2 separate regions of the Rattus norvegicus genome follow, and region 1 is linked to region 2. The links are chromatin contacts, called in public Hi-C maps. All regions are on one chromosome and are shown on one strand. The core of a region is the stretch at or near the end of the contact, and the rest is flanking DNA. Distances in the headings are between cores, read along the strand shown. Region 1 has its middle 18 kb from the start of Ifnb1. Region 2 holds the start of Mllt3 (MLLT3, super elongation complex subunit).

Evidence for each region. Hi-C and Micro-C count contacts between places; a contact is called where the count stands out from the background.
Region 1: a contact with region 2 is called in a Hi-C map of the A7r5 cell line, with 12 times the contacts expected there. The contact joins the enhancer-like site here to the promoter of Mllt3 in region 2. A contact is called at or near these places in 6 of 12 Hi-C or Micro-C datasets (the A7r5 cell line, the Rat2 cell line, Schwann cells and 3 more).

What each region holds. Positions count from the first base shown.
Region 1 is chr5:108,082,417-108,089,109 of GRCr8, forward strand. No RefSeq gene overlaps it. Among named protein-coding and RNA genes, the nearest start is that of Ifnb1, 18 kb to the left of the region's middle. Within about 2 kb of position 3,610, at least 14 of the 93 cell types and tissues checked have an H3K27ac peak or open chromatin away from gene starts, as enhancers often do. A contact at or near this core is called in the A7r5 cell line, where this site is marked.
Region 2 is chr5:107,559,200-107,565,444 of GRCr8, forward strand. Mllt3 (MLLT3, super elongation complex subunit) reads right to left here and starts at 2,153. Exons shown (of 11, transcript NM_053718.4): 1 at 1,832-2,153; 2 at 277-457. The coding sequence starts at 1,843.

The DNA of each region.
Region 1 (6,693 bases), core at 2,360-4,859, 520 kb after region 2:
ACCAGAAGCTAATGTTTACTGTAAGAATCAAGAAGAAAAAGGTGTACGCCATGCTGAAATTTTAAATCTTCATCATCTCTGTGTCAATCATTTCTCAGCTATGGTCTCCTCTTCCTACCCCAGTGCTGTTCCTCAGTGACTTCTACACACTAGTGCTTAGCAACTTCTCACCCCTGCATCCTCTCTTTCTGTCTTTCCGTTTGGGCAGCAGTTTAACCTATGCTTTCATTTCTTATCAACTGAAGAGAGCTCTTTTGTATCTATTCAGCATTTACCTTTCAAGATTCTTATGTACAGGGCTGTCTTCAGAAGCTCCCTTCCTGGAACACAATGTTTCCATTGTAGTTCCCAAGTTTCACAAGCTCTCGGGGTTGCTGAGCAAAATGTTTTAGTGTGAGCAGGGATTTTGTTGAAACCAGCCCTGTTCATATAGAAGACATTGACTTATTTGAAAGTAAGATGACCAGAAGCCATGGATTCCTCTGTTCTTTAAGTTGGTACAGATTTTTTTTCCATCTTGATAACCAATGAGGATTAAGTAACTTATTTATTCTTTGAGAATTTCACACTGTGCAATACATTATGACTGCCCCCCCCCTTCACCTTTTGCAAAGTCCTCAGGAAGCCTCTGTCCAACTTTGTGTCCTCGTGTGTGTGTGTGTGTGTGTGTGTGTGTGTGTGTGTGTGTGTGTGTGTGTGTCTATGTGTTCCAGTATGTCCAACTAATACTTCCTGGATGTAATGCTTGCGACTCATTCCTTGGAGCATGGGGAGATACGGTAAAATAAGAACATCATTGAGAAAAATCGGACATTGACAGAAGTGCCTGCAAGGCCAAGGCAAAACAGTTGCTTTGTTACCTGAGAATACACATTGATTTATTGAAGAAATATTTACTACTTACTAACTTACCAGTCAATATATACTAAGTACTTCATGAAGAAAATGCCTATCTTATTAGTTGACTATTTAATAGCTTATGTTAACTGCAAAGATTAACCTGCCACTTTATGGGCTTCTTCTGAACATATCTCCTAATGATGTTTTGCTGTTGGCTTGATTGTTGTGTATCTGTGCCAACATCCTGGGGTTTATTCCAATATATTTTCTGCTGATTTTTTTACACTTCAGTATTGTGCATATGAGCAAAGTCGTGTTTTCATACCTAACTTTGAATGAAAATAATTTTTCATTTCATGTCTATAGGTTTTATTTTAAATAAATATTTAAAACATTTTAATTTTAAATTGTAATGAGAAAAATATACACATGTAGAAATTCAGAGGAATAATCTCTTTAGGTTTTGCAGATAACTGGGACACCTCCTACTCCCAGCCATCAGAACAGTGTCTGCCAGTTACCCTAGTCTGACCCTCATGGTCATAGAGTTTGGGATGCCCCGAGACTGTATTTGACTTGCTGTTGTTTTCAAGTATCTATAGTCATAGTAAATGAGAGATGAGTATTGTAGGCTTATAAATTAATCTTTTTTTTCCTTTAATGACTGCTTTTTCAAAACATGGAGAAACAAATGTGGGATTTTGTGTTGTTTATTTGTTTGGAAAAGGTAGCAATTATGGGAAAGCTCCAGATTGCTTTTGAAGAAAAATCGTTGGGGGATGGGAGGCAAGAAGGACAAGTAGTGGGAAGAGCATGGCTGAAAATCAGTGACCACCTGTTAAAAGTGATGGCTTCACCCAAAACCCTACTCATACTAGAACTTCGTTCAGTAACTCAGAGAGACTGAAACCAGGGAATCCCTCCTGGTCTACCTTCTCCCTCCCGGGGTGCCTGAAAGTGCTCTTGTCCAGGGTTGGGGTTTTTCTGTTGACACAAGCAACAGCTGGTGCGGGGGGGGGGCAGGGAGAGAATCTAGCTTTAGCCTTGACTTTCACCTGGCAGCTGATGAAACCACCAACCACATGTTGAGGGCTCCAGAAACTTTCTTTTCTTTGTTTTTTTTTTTCCTCTAGCAGGAATGTCTTGTCATAAGCCAATCACCAAACTCATTTTTTGGGTTTCCTTCCTGGTCAACCCCTAGATGCAGCTGTTCAACACAGGTCACTTGACTGTGGGTTCTGTCCAAGTCTTCTCTTGTGTGAGTTCAAGATGTGTTCCGCCAAACTATCACAACTTGGAATATCACAGAAGAAAGTTATTTTCTCTTCAGTGTGTGATGACCATCAAAGAAGTTTTCACTTTCCTCACTTAAATTAGGAGGTCAGAAGATGCTCATGTGAGAGGTGTCCTGGTCCCCCATCCCATGAAGGAAAGGAATGAGAACAGAAGACCTCAAGAGAAATCTCAACAAGGTGCTTTGCTGATCCCCTTCCTCCCACCTACTTGTTTGCTGCTACTAGGTCACCACGTCCACTTACCCAATCAGAGTAAACTTCTTTTGGTTGTTTGTTTAATTAGTGGAGGCTAGCTTCATGTAGCCCTGGCTACCATGCAACTAAGTCTGGTAACCAAGCTTGCCTCTGCCTCCAGAGTGCTAGAATTAGAGGTGTGCCATCATGCCCAGCTTGGACCTTCATTTTTAAATGAAGTCCCAAGTCGCAGAACTTCTCTCAAACTTTGTTTAATCTTTTATTTTTAGTCTCTTATTTTAGGGTGTTGACCCCAAACTTGTAACTGCTAAGAACCTTTTCCTCCTCCTCCTATATACATGACCAGATGGTCCTCTGTCCTGCACTTCTTTCCCCAGAACATTCCCGTCAGTGGATTAAGGCGCCTGAGATACATAGGACTGCTCACCCTGTATCTTCCACACATGTTGTCAGGACACTTGCTGATTACTTGACCATCTAACTGACCCCGAGTCTCGGTTTGCTTTACCTTTGGCATAGCAGACAGCTCTGGGCACGGTTGCTCCTACATTCACTGTTAGTGATGGGCTTAGGGGCTTGCAAGGGTCAACCTGACTGGATGATTAAATGGCACGGTGTCATTTCTGCAATGTGTTTTCAGAGGGAAATGATGGGTGAGGTAGTGAACTGAATGGGAGAGATCAGAGAAGGCACAATCACTTGGGGGTTTAGGTAAAACAAACATGGCAAAGAGTGGGTGCCTCCCTCTCTTTCTCCCTGCATTTGGACATGTGTCATTTTCTGCCTCTGAACACAGCTGCAGGATCTGTCAGCCCTTTTGACTCCAATGGCCCCCTTGAGTTCTTGTTCTTTGTCTCTGGACAGAATTATATTCCAGTCTTTTTTTGGTTCTGAGGCTTCCAAACTTGGACTGATCTGTGCTCCTGGCAACCCGGGGTCTTCAGCTTGCAGGTGGCTTGTCCTTTGAAACCAGGGAATCACAGCTACCATAGTCCTCTGAGATGAGCTCATAATAAAGTCACTCCCCGCTCTCCTTTTCTCTTTTCCTCCTTCCCTTCCCATAGATGAAGAAACACAGCCTCACCCCCATCTCTGCTAGTATACACGTGCCATTGTCCATTCTCTGTTCTCTTCCTGTCTCAGTTTCTGGCATTCTACAGAGAAACAGCCAAAGAAGCAACACTCTCTGCATCGCTAAACTTAGACTCCAACTTAGCGATTTCCTCACCAAGGGTTGCGTAATTAACTATGAACCACGAGCACAAAAATAACAAAGGGGATGACGCAACAGGCGAAAGGGAAACTAAACACGTTAGTTGTCAAACTGGATTTGAAGAAATGGGCCAGGAGTCCCCTCCAGCCAGGCTGAAAGGAGTTCAGCAATCTTCTCAGAACAGGGGATTTTTATTTTTTTCCTTTTGGCTGCCTAATGCTTTTCTGGTAAAAACTTTTAACTGCCTGAGCACAAAGAGAAATAGGAAAGTTCTGAGTAAGGCGTGGCCTTGTAACCAGACAGCATGTAGTTGAGAGCAATGGTATTAGCTGTAACTCAGAAATTTTGGCAAAAAGCTCAGTGTAGGCATCTGGCAAATGCCTCTCTCTTCTTCTTCTTTGTGAGAAGTGAAGTTAGACTGACAAAGTTCTTGACCAATTCTCTTGAATGGCTTTGCTTCTGCTTATGAACTGAGACTGTTCTAACGGTTATTAACATTTCCAATAGAGGACCTAGGTACAAGGAACATTTATTAGCTGCCAAGTAACATTCTGAGCAAATCAGCTAAACAAAACAATGATCCACCGTTTTATGACACAGCACTACAAAGGCATTTAAAAATGTATAGCTAAGGACACTGGTTACACACTGACCTTCTTGCTCCATGTTAAAATGTTAAATGTAACCCACTAATTTAGGCGTCTAACAGGGACACTCAATACCTAGTGGGCTTCCCATCTTCCACTCCCAACCAAAGGATGAACTTTTTCTTTTGTTTCATTCCAACCATTATGTTTTACCCATAAAACACCCATTGGTCAACTCATTGTTTTAGCTCTTGCTTGCCTACCCCAACCCTTTTGTCAGCTTATTCTCTTCACCATCTCTCACAACTTCCATCAGTTCTAACATGAGGGTACTTCTGGGAGGGGGTTGTCTCTCCATTTCACTCTCTGTTTTGGACCTATGCTTCTTTGCAAATATAATGAGTCTGCAAGAAGCCATTGTTCTGTGATTTGAGTCTGAGCTCCTAGTCATTAGCACAGCAGTCCACCAGAAGTGGAGAAGGATTTCTGTTTCTCCATTTTCATGGATATGTGTTATCTCCTTATCTGGTTTTAGGTTTTTTGTAAAGTGGGTTTGATTTGGATGAGTATCTCCCCAGTGATGCTAATCACATCCGATTTAAACTTTCTTGCCTCTGTCTTAGATGTCATTAGTCAAGTGCCATTCCTTCTCCCCCTCCCCTTTCAGATTAAGCCTCTCCCTGACCTAGAACATCCCAAGTGAGCCCCAGGGATCTGTTGGTCATCTCCATCTTCCAGAGCAGGGAGCACACAGACATACAGGTGCTCACACCAGGCTTTATAAAATGTGGATTCTGGAAATGAGACAACTCAGGTTTTCATGCTTGTGAGACATTCATGTACAGACTGAGCTATGTCCCAAGCCCGCCATGTATCTGTCTTTAAAATTGGATTTTCTCCATCTTATTGAGTTCTATTAGTTCCTTCTGTAGCATTCTGGAACCCCTTGTGAGATACATATGATCTACATAAATTTCTATGACTTGACCTTTCATTTTCCTTTTTAAAAATTATTTTTATTATTTTACAGTCCAGTCATTATTCCCATTCCTAGTCTTCCCTCCCACAGTTCCTCACCTCATTCCTCCTTCCCCTTGTCTCCAAGAGGATGCACTCCCTACCCCTACCACCAGGCCTCCCCACTCCCTGGGGACTCAAGTCTTTTGAAGGTTAAGCACATTTTCTCTCACTGAGGCCAGACCAGGCAGTCCTCTGCTGCATAAGTGATGGGGGATCAGGTCATCGGCTAATGCATGCTCCCTGATTGGTGGCTCAATGTCTGAGAGTGAGAGAGATCTTACCGGTCTGGGCTAGTTGAGACTGCTAGTCTTCCTATGGGGTTGCCCTCCTCCTCAGCTTCTTCCAGCCTTTCCCCAATTCAACCACAAGGGTCCTGACTTCAGTCCAATGGTTGGGTGTAAGTATCTGCATCTGTCTCAGTCACCTGCTTGTTGGGCCTCTCAGAGGACATCCGTGCTAGGCTCCTGTCTGTAAGCACAGCATAGCATCAGTAATAGTGTCAGGCCTTGGAGCCTCTCCTTGAGATGGATCCCAAGCTGTGCTAGTCATTGGGTTGCCTTTCCCTCAGTCTCTTCTCCACTTTTGTCCTGTGCAGTTTTTTCAGACAGGAACAGTTCTGGGACAGAGTTTTGATTATGGAATGGCAGCCCTATCTCCCCACTTGATGCCATATTTTTCTACTGGATGTGGACTCTACAAGTTCCTGCTCCCACTGTAGGGCATTTCATCTAAAGTCTTTCCCTTTGAGTCCTCAGAGTTTCTCACCTACCAGGTCTCTGGTACATTGTAGAGCGCCACCCCCCACCTCCCACCACCAAGGTTGCATATTTCCATTCTTTCTGCTGGCCCTTGGGCCTTCTTTCCTGTCTCCCCCCTCTCAATAACTGATCATGGTCCCTGTTTCCCTTCCAGCTCCCCCTTCCCTCTCCCACACAGGTTCCTCCCTCATTCTGCCTCCTGTGATTGTTTTCTCTGCCTCCCACCCCAAGTGGGACTGATGCACCCTCACTCTGGCCCTTCTGCCTGTTAACCTTGAGTTCTGTGGATTGTATCCTAGATATTCTGTACTTTCTTGGCTAATATCCACTTATTAGTGAGTACATACCATGCATGTGCTTTTGGGCCTGAGTTACCTCACTCAGAATATTTTCTGGTTTCATCCATTTGCCTGCAAAACTCAAGACGTCCTCATTTAAAACAGCTGAATAGTATTCCATTGTGCAAATGAACCACATTTTCTGTATCCATTCTTCCATTATGGGTCATTTGGGTTCTTTCCAGCTTCTGGTTATCACAGTGGAGCATGTACCCCCTGTGGTGTAGTAGGGCATCTTTTGGGTATATGCCCACGGGTGGTATAACTGGGTCTTCAGGTAGATCTATTTCCAATTTTCTAAGGTACCTCCAGACTGATTTCCAGAGTGGTTGTACCAGTTTGCAGTCGTACCAGGAATGGAGGAGTGTTCCTCTTTCTTCACATTCCAGCCAACGTGTGTTGTCACCTGAGGTTTTGATCTTAACCATTCTGATTGGTATAAGGTGA
Region 2 (6,245 bases), core at 903-3,402:
GGAGGAATAAACACGCGACACCTGACGGTCCTTTCTCTGTGGTGACTTTCCCTGAGCCCAAGTCGAACACTCACGCGCGCACGCGCGCGCGCGGGCAGCAGAGACCTGGCCAGCACGGCCCTGGCCAGCACGGCGCCGCGCCCCCGGGTCCCAGGCTAGACCGGCAAGCGCGGCGCGGGGGGGCGGGGACCGGCCCGGGGAGCGCCGGGGCCCCGCGATTGTTTCCTCTGGAGCAAAGACATTTTTTATCAAGTCTCTTTTGTATTCGAGCCCTACCTCTTTTTGGCCTAGGGAAGCTTTCATGCAAGTGGAAGACGACTTTCTCCACAAAGTGCTGAATGTTACTGTGCTCCGGGCCGCGCACGAACACCATCCAGTCGTGGGTGAAGCCCTCCACTGTGGGTTTCTTCCTCACCTGGGCGCGGTGCCCCAGCTCCAGCTTCACCTGCACGGCACACTGCGGGCAGGGGGAGGAGAGACAGCAGTGAACAACAGGAAGGCGACCGTTCGCTGCTCAACATTGCGCCTGACATTTTTTTCCCTCCTCCTTGAAACGCACATAAAAGGAAACGCCAGTGCCCTCTCCATCCACGTTTCACGCGCGTGGGCGCGCACACCCCACACCCCCAGATACACCGGGTCGGGCCGCAGGGGCCCCCGGCGCCTCTGCACAGCGGCTGGGATTGTAACGGAATGTTACCCCTAGTCGCGAAGGGGGTCGGGGAAAGGGGAGAACACGACCACCATGGCAAGCACGACAACAAACGCGTCGGTAACAAATTAGGAGACAATCAGGAGGGGATGCTGGGGCTCTTTCCCGGCGTGGGAGGGGAGGTGGTTGGGATGGGGGACCCGGGGTTCTAGAGAACCCCCTCCCCGAAAGTACCGCGGCGACAGGCACACACCGAGGAAGTCTTTGTGTACGTGTATGTGTGCGTGCGTGTGGAGCGCGGTGCCAGGCGGAATGGAAACTACAGGCAGCCTCTGCTAATGGGCACAAACTCCCGTGTTCTTTCTTACCATGGGGTTCATGCACAAGAATGAGACGTCGTCACACATACACACACTCACTCACGCCCGCACGAAAACACGCCAAGGCATCCACAACTCAAAGCACCCCGCACCCCTCGGCGAACAGCCCCCCACGACCGGCAAGGCCAGTCCAACAAGAGCCAACGCTGCACACTTTCAAGAGCCAAAGTGGTCGCAAACTCCCTCCAGCCTCCCCCCGCCAGCGAAAGCCACGAAATGCAGAAAGGCAGGGCTACTGGCGGACCGCCGCCGAGTCCTGGTCGCGCACACCGGCCGCTGGGGCAAAGTTGCGAGCAGCCCCGCCGCTGTCAGCCCGCACACTCGGGCTCACGCGCGCGCCGCGGAGAACGCACCATCGTGGCGGCCGCGGCGCTCGGCGGCGGAGGTGCGGCCGCAGAGGCTGCTCGCCGCGTCCCCGGACCGTGCCCGCAGCTCCCGGCAGCGGCGGCGGCTGAAATATGGCTGAGTTATTATTCGCCTCCTTCCACCGGGTGTGAGTGTGTGTGTGCGCGTGTGTGAGCCAGAGGGAGTGTGAGTGCGCTTCTTGCGATTGCAAAGAGGCGAGGCGGGCGGGAGGCGCGGGGGGGTGGTGGTGGTGGCGGCGGCGGCGGCGAGTGTGCGAGTGTGTGCGCGCGCGCCGGGGGGGGTGGGGAGGAGGGAGAGGCGGCAGCTCCCCGCGAGCAAAACCAACCTTTCTCTAATTGGAACCGCGGAGCGCTGGCGCTGTCTGGGCTGCGGCGGCGCGGGGCGGAGGAGGAGAGGGAGGGGGGCTTTTATTATTATTTTTGCATGTACTTACCGAGCTAGCCATGCCTGGGGGCCCGGAGGTTTGCCGGGGTGTTGTGTGGTACCCCCCTCCCCCGCCCCCTTCAGCTGTAATTCATGAAGAGGCTGCTATGAATGAGAGCGCGCCCGGGAGCTGAGGGTAGATGGCGGACATGCTCTGCCTTTGCCCCCACCCCACCCCGTGCTCGCTCTCTCGCTCGCTTATTAAACTCAGCCCCAAAAGCAAAAGCAGCAGCAGCAGCAGCAGCAGCAGCTCCGGGGCCAGAGATGAGTCCGGAGCATGCGCCGTGGCGCCTGACACCCGGGCTTCGAGCCTCTCGGGGCGGAGGGAGGGCGCGCGGGCGGGGCGGAGCGCGCGGGGAGGCCGAGCGACCGAGCCAGGGGGAGCTCGAAAGAGCCAATCAGAGGCCGCCTCCCGAAACCCCGGCGGCCCGCAGCGCCACACTGGAACGCCTCGCTTAAAGTAACAGGTTCCTGATGGGGGAGGGGGAGGAAATGAAGGGAGGGGGCCTGGCACTGGGAGAGCGGCCAGCTGGGGAGCCATCCCGGCCCCTGTGCAAACTCCGTTCGCCCTACAATAAAAAACGGATTAAAACTGCTGGAATGTGGCCACTGCCTGGAGCCCCCAGCCGCAGGAGATGGGGTAGTTAATTCAAGTCTTTGGCGGCAGTGAGCACGTTTGGGAAGGGGGAGCAGGCTTGTTTTTACTTTCCACCATGGATTTTTGTGGGTTTGTGCTGAAATCGCAAGAACGCACACCCAAACAAACTTACTTAAACAGAGAGCGAGAGAAATCCACGCAACAAAAAAATTTTTGAAAAAAAAAAAGCCTCCTAATAGCAATCTCTGGGACTGAACAGCCCGCAGCAACCCTTAAATCCCTTTCCCTATCTACTCGGAGGCACCAGCCCACCCCGCCCTCCTGCCGCCGTTACTGAAAACTTAAAAAAGAAATGAACGCGAAACAAGAATGTCATTTCCTTCCTAGGAAACGCCTCCCGCCTCGGTGTTCCCGGACTGTGAACCGTGCCCAGGTGGAGGCGGGACACCTGGGAGTGCCCGGTGCAGAGCCTCTGGGAACCAGTTGTTTGCTTCTTGTGGCTCCCCCACACACACCACTGACAACCTGCTGGGTTGCATCAGGGTCTGCCCTCTCTCTAAGGGCGCACCAGGCTACTGGGAGCCTTAAAATAGATAAAGTTAATACTGACTGTAATGTGCATAAATTGGATTATAATCTTTAGGCATATTGGTGACAGCCAGCACAATCCATCTCTGGGTATTAACCCATTTAGGCTCCCGGGTGACAACCCTTCGCAGAAGTGTTCTAGAGTCGCTCTTCTACAAATGCCCCAGCTCCGATTGTATTTTGTCTCAGTGGCCATGGGTAGAATATCAAGCCATACGTGAGGCGAAAGGGGAAAATAAAAGAGTTACTAGCTTCCTCTAGAAACCCAGACAACCTTTAAAAAGGAAACGGATAAGATCTAGGCGAGATACGAAAATGAAAGATGGGTGTGACTTTGTTTCGTTAAATAAAGTTCTTGTACCTCTCTGGCTCTTAACTCCTTTCTTGAATTGGTTTGGGGAGGTGGCTATTTTCCAGACTTTCTTTTGTTCACCACCCCTTTTCTCTGGATTGTCAGCTTCTGTCCTCCTTTCTCCCTGGGTTTTCTGTCTCTCTTCCTCTTTCTGACTCAACTTTATTGCTCTCCTCTTTTCCTCTCGCCTGGAGACCTTGAAAGCACAACTCACTCACTCCGTCCTTGCATTAAAGACTTGAGAATAACGGGAAGGAGGTTGCCTGGGGTGCCTTCTCCATGACCATGTTCTTTTCTTCCCACTACTCACAAAGTGGATGATGGGGGATTAGATGAGACCAGGTCCAGCCAAGTTCAAAGCAGCAAGTTTCCAACTCATAGTGTGATTCTCCTAAAATTGATACACCCAATCTCCAGAATTCCACACAGAGGTGGGGAGACTTGAACAGAAGTCCAAGGACATATTTCTCAACCACATCTATAAGTGCATGTAATCTTGTACGCTCATGTGTGTTTGTGTAAGCGCTAAGTTAAACAGAGCTGTTGTGTGGGGGATGTAAGCAAGGTATAGCTAAGTACTGTGCATTCATACACCAGTTATCAAATAACCAAATTGCAGAGGACTATTTTGAATGATGAGGTTGAAAACTGAAGATTAGATGAATGTCTTTAGTAATTGAAAGGTGAACATTCAACGTTTGCATTGATTCCAGAGTTGCTCTCTTGGTGTTCTCTCCAGAAACTGGAACTTGTATTGTAAGAGGGAGTCCCTGCCCCACCCCCTCGACCATGTGCTTGCTTGTGAGTGTATGTCTGTGTGCGCGCGTACGCGCACAGGCGCGCGCACTCGCGCGCGTGTGTGATATTTGCAGGATTCTCATTTATCCCAGCAATCACAAATAAATCATAGAATCTGACAGAGTTTTCCCTCAACACCCTTCCTTTCTCAAATGCCTTAACCCTCCTCCCCAATGTAAAGTAATTCCCCGTCTGCAGATGCTGGAGATTTAAAATATGCCAGTAGATGGCGCACAGAGCCCTTCCACCAGCGTCCTTACTTGACCCTCCTTAACAACAAAAAGACTTCTCTACCAGGAAAAAGAAAAAGAAAACACAAGCCGGAATACTCCAGGTTCAACTTTGAACAAAGGAATTTACACCAGTCTTTCCATTTGTAGCTATTTTAATAAGTTCGCCGTTAACAACAATAAAACTGTGATAGCAAATGTATTTCCTGTCAATTGATTCTGAAATAATAACAACGTTAAGTGTAGAAAATGCACTTAAAACAATCGGAGTGGTGGATCACATTTGGGAGGCTGAAGCAGGAGCCTGTAGGTTTCAAAGCTAATCACAGCTACATACCAAGCTTGGACATCATGGAAAAAGTGTACGGCATAAGACAGACGTCAGTGCTAGGTAGCAAAGAATAGGAATATTTAAAATAAAGTGATCAATGATAAAAGCATTTCCTTGTTCAAATAGAAATTAGCCCACGGAAATTCATACTGTGATGTATACAGTACAGTATGAAATTGGGTTACTCTAATGAATGGAAAAGTGATTAACATCAAGTTAAATAAGAACAGTGCTGGAGAATGGAAAGGATCTGTGTGTCTGAGCTTAACTCCTCACAGGACCACCACATCACCACTGGTTTGGCTCCAGCCTTCCCATCTCACCAGTTTGCTAGTTTGGAACTTCAGACCAGTTGGAATGATGCTTCTGCCAGAACAAAAGGGAAACACAGCCTTTCAAGTATAACTAGGGTGTTACAAAGCACCATCAAGTAGATTTTACCCATTCACTATGACAGGTTATTCGTACATACACTCAGCTAACCAAATCAACAAAAAGTAGCCATTTTCCACCCTTTGCTATGTGGGTTTGTCAGGGACGGGGAAGGCCCATGGAAAAACTACCAGACACTAGGACAATAGACATTTTGATAACTGCACATTCAGAACAACCAAAGCTCCCCCTCTAAGGCCTACTGGGTGTTTGCTTGTTTGTTTTATAAAATATCTCCCTATGTCGGTTTACCAAAACTGGAGCATATGTCAAGAACAAGACTGTAAGAATGCTAAGAGTTGGAGTGTAGTTAAGCCAGCAGAATGCTTGCCCCACGCGCCAGAAGCTTTAGGTTCGCCTCTCTGATTCCTATTAACTGGTCATGGTGGACACACTCATAATCCCTACTCAGTGGGAGGTAGAAGCCAGAATTTAGAAATTGAAGGCTACACAGAGAATTTGAAGCTAGGCCAGTATGCATGAGACCTTATCTTTAAAATAATTAGTAAAAACAAGATAAGAATGAATGCTGGTTCCTGCTATCATACAGTCCATGGCTCCGTGACACAGAGGAGAAAGTTCACCGAAATCATTTCTTCTTTCTTTGAATTTCATTACACCTAAGGTTAGGATAGCTGTATGTGTCACACATAAGCAGGCAGCATAGAAATCTGACACAAACAGTCAAAGGACTAGAAGAGGCAATGGCAGATTAGAAGCTGTTACTGTTGCCCTCAGTTCCACCTTTTTTTTTTTTTTCTTTTTTCTTTTTTTCCGGAGCTGGGGACCGAACCCAGGGCCTTGCGCTTGCTAGGCAAGTGCTCTACTACTGAGCTAAACCTCCAACCCAGTTCCACCTTTCAATACCTGAAAAGGGAGAATATGGCTGGCAGCAAATTCCTAATTTCCTTGGCCTTGAACTTTAGTGTTTCTATGCTCATTTCCTTGGTGTTCTTTTAGGTAAAAACAAATCCCACAATGAAAGGATTTCAAGACCGGGGGCTGAAAAGCACTATTTCTGGTGGAAGTGTTCCTTCAGAACATTACGTGCTTAGTTATATCTAACTTAGGGTTCTAGGGCAGCGTGTCTGGAAC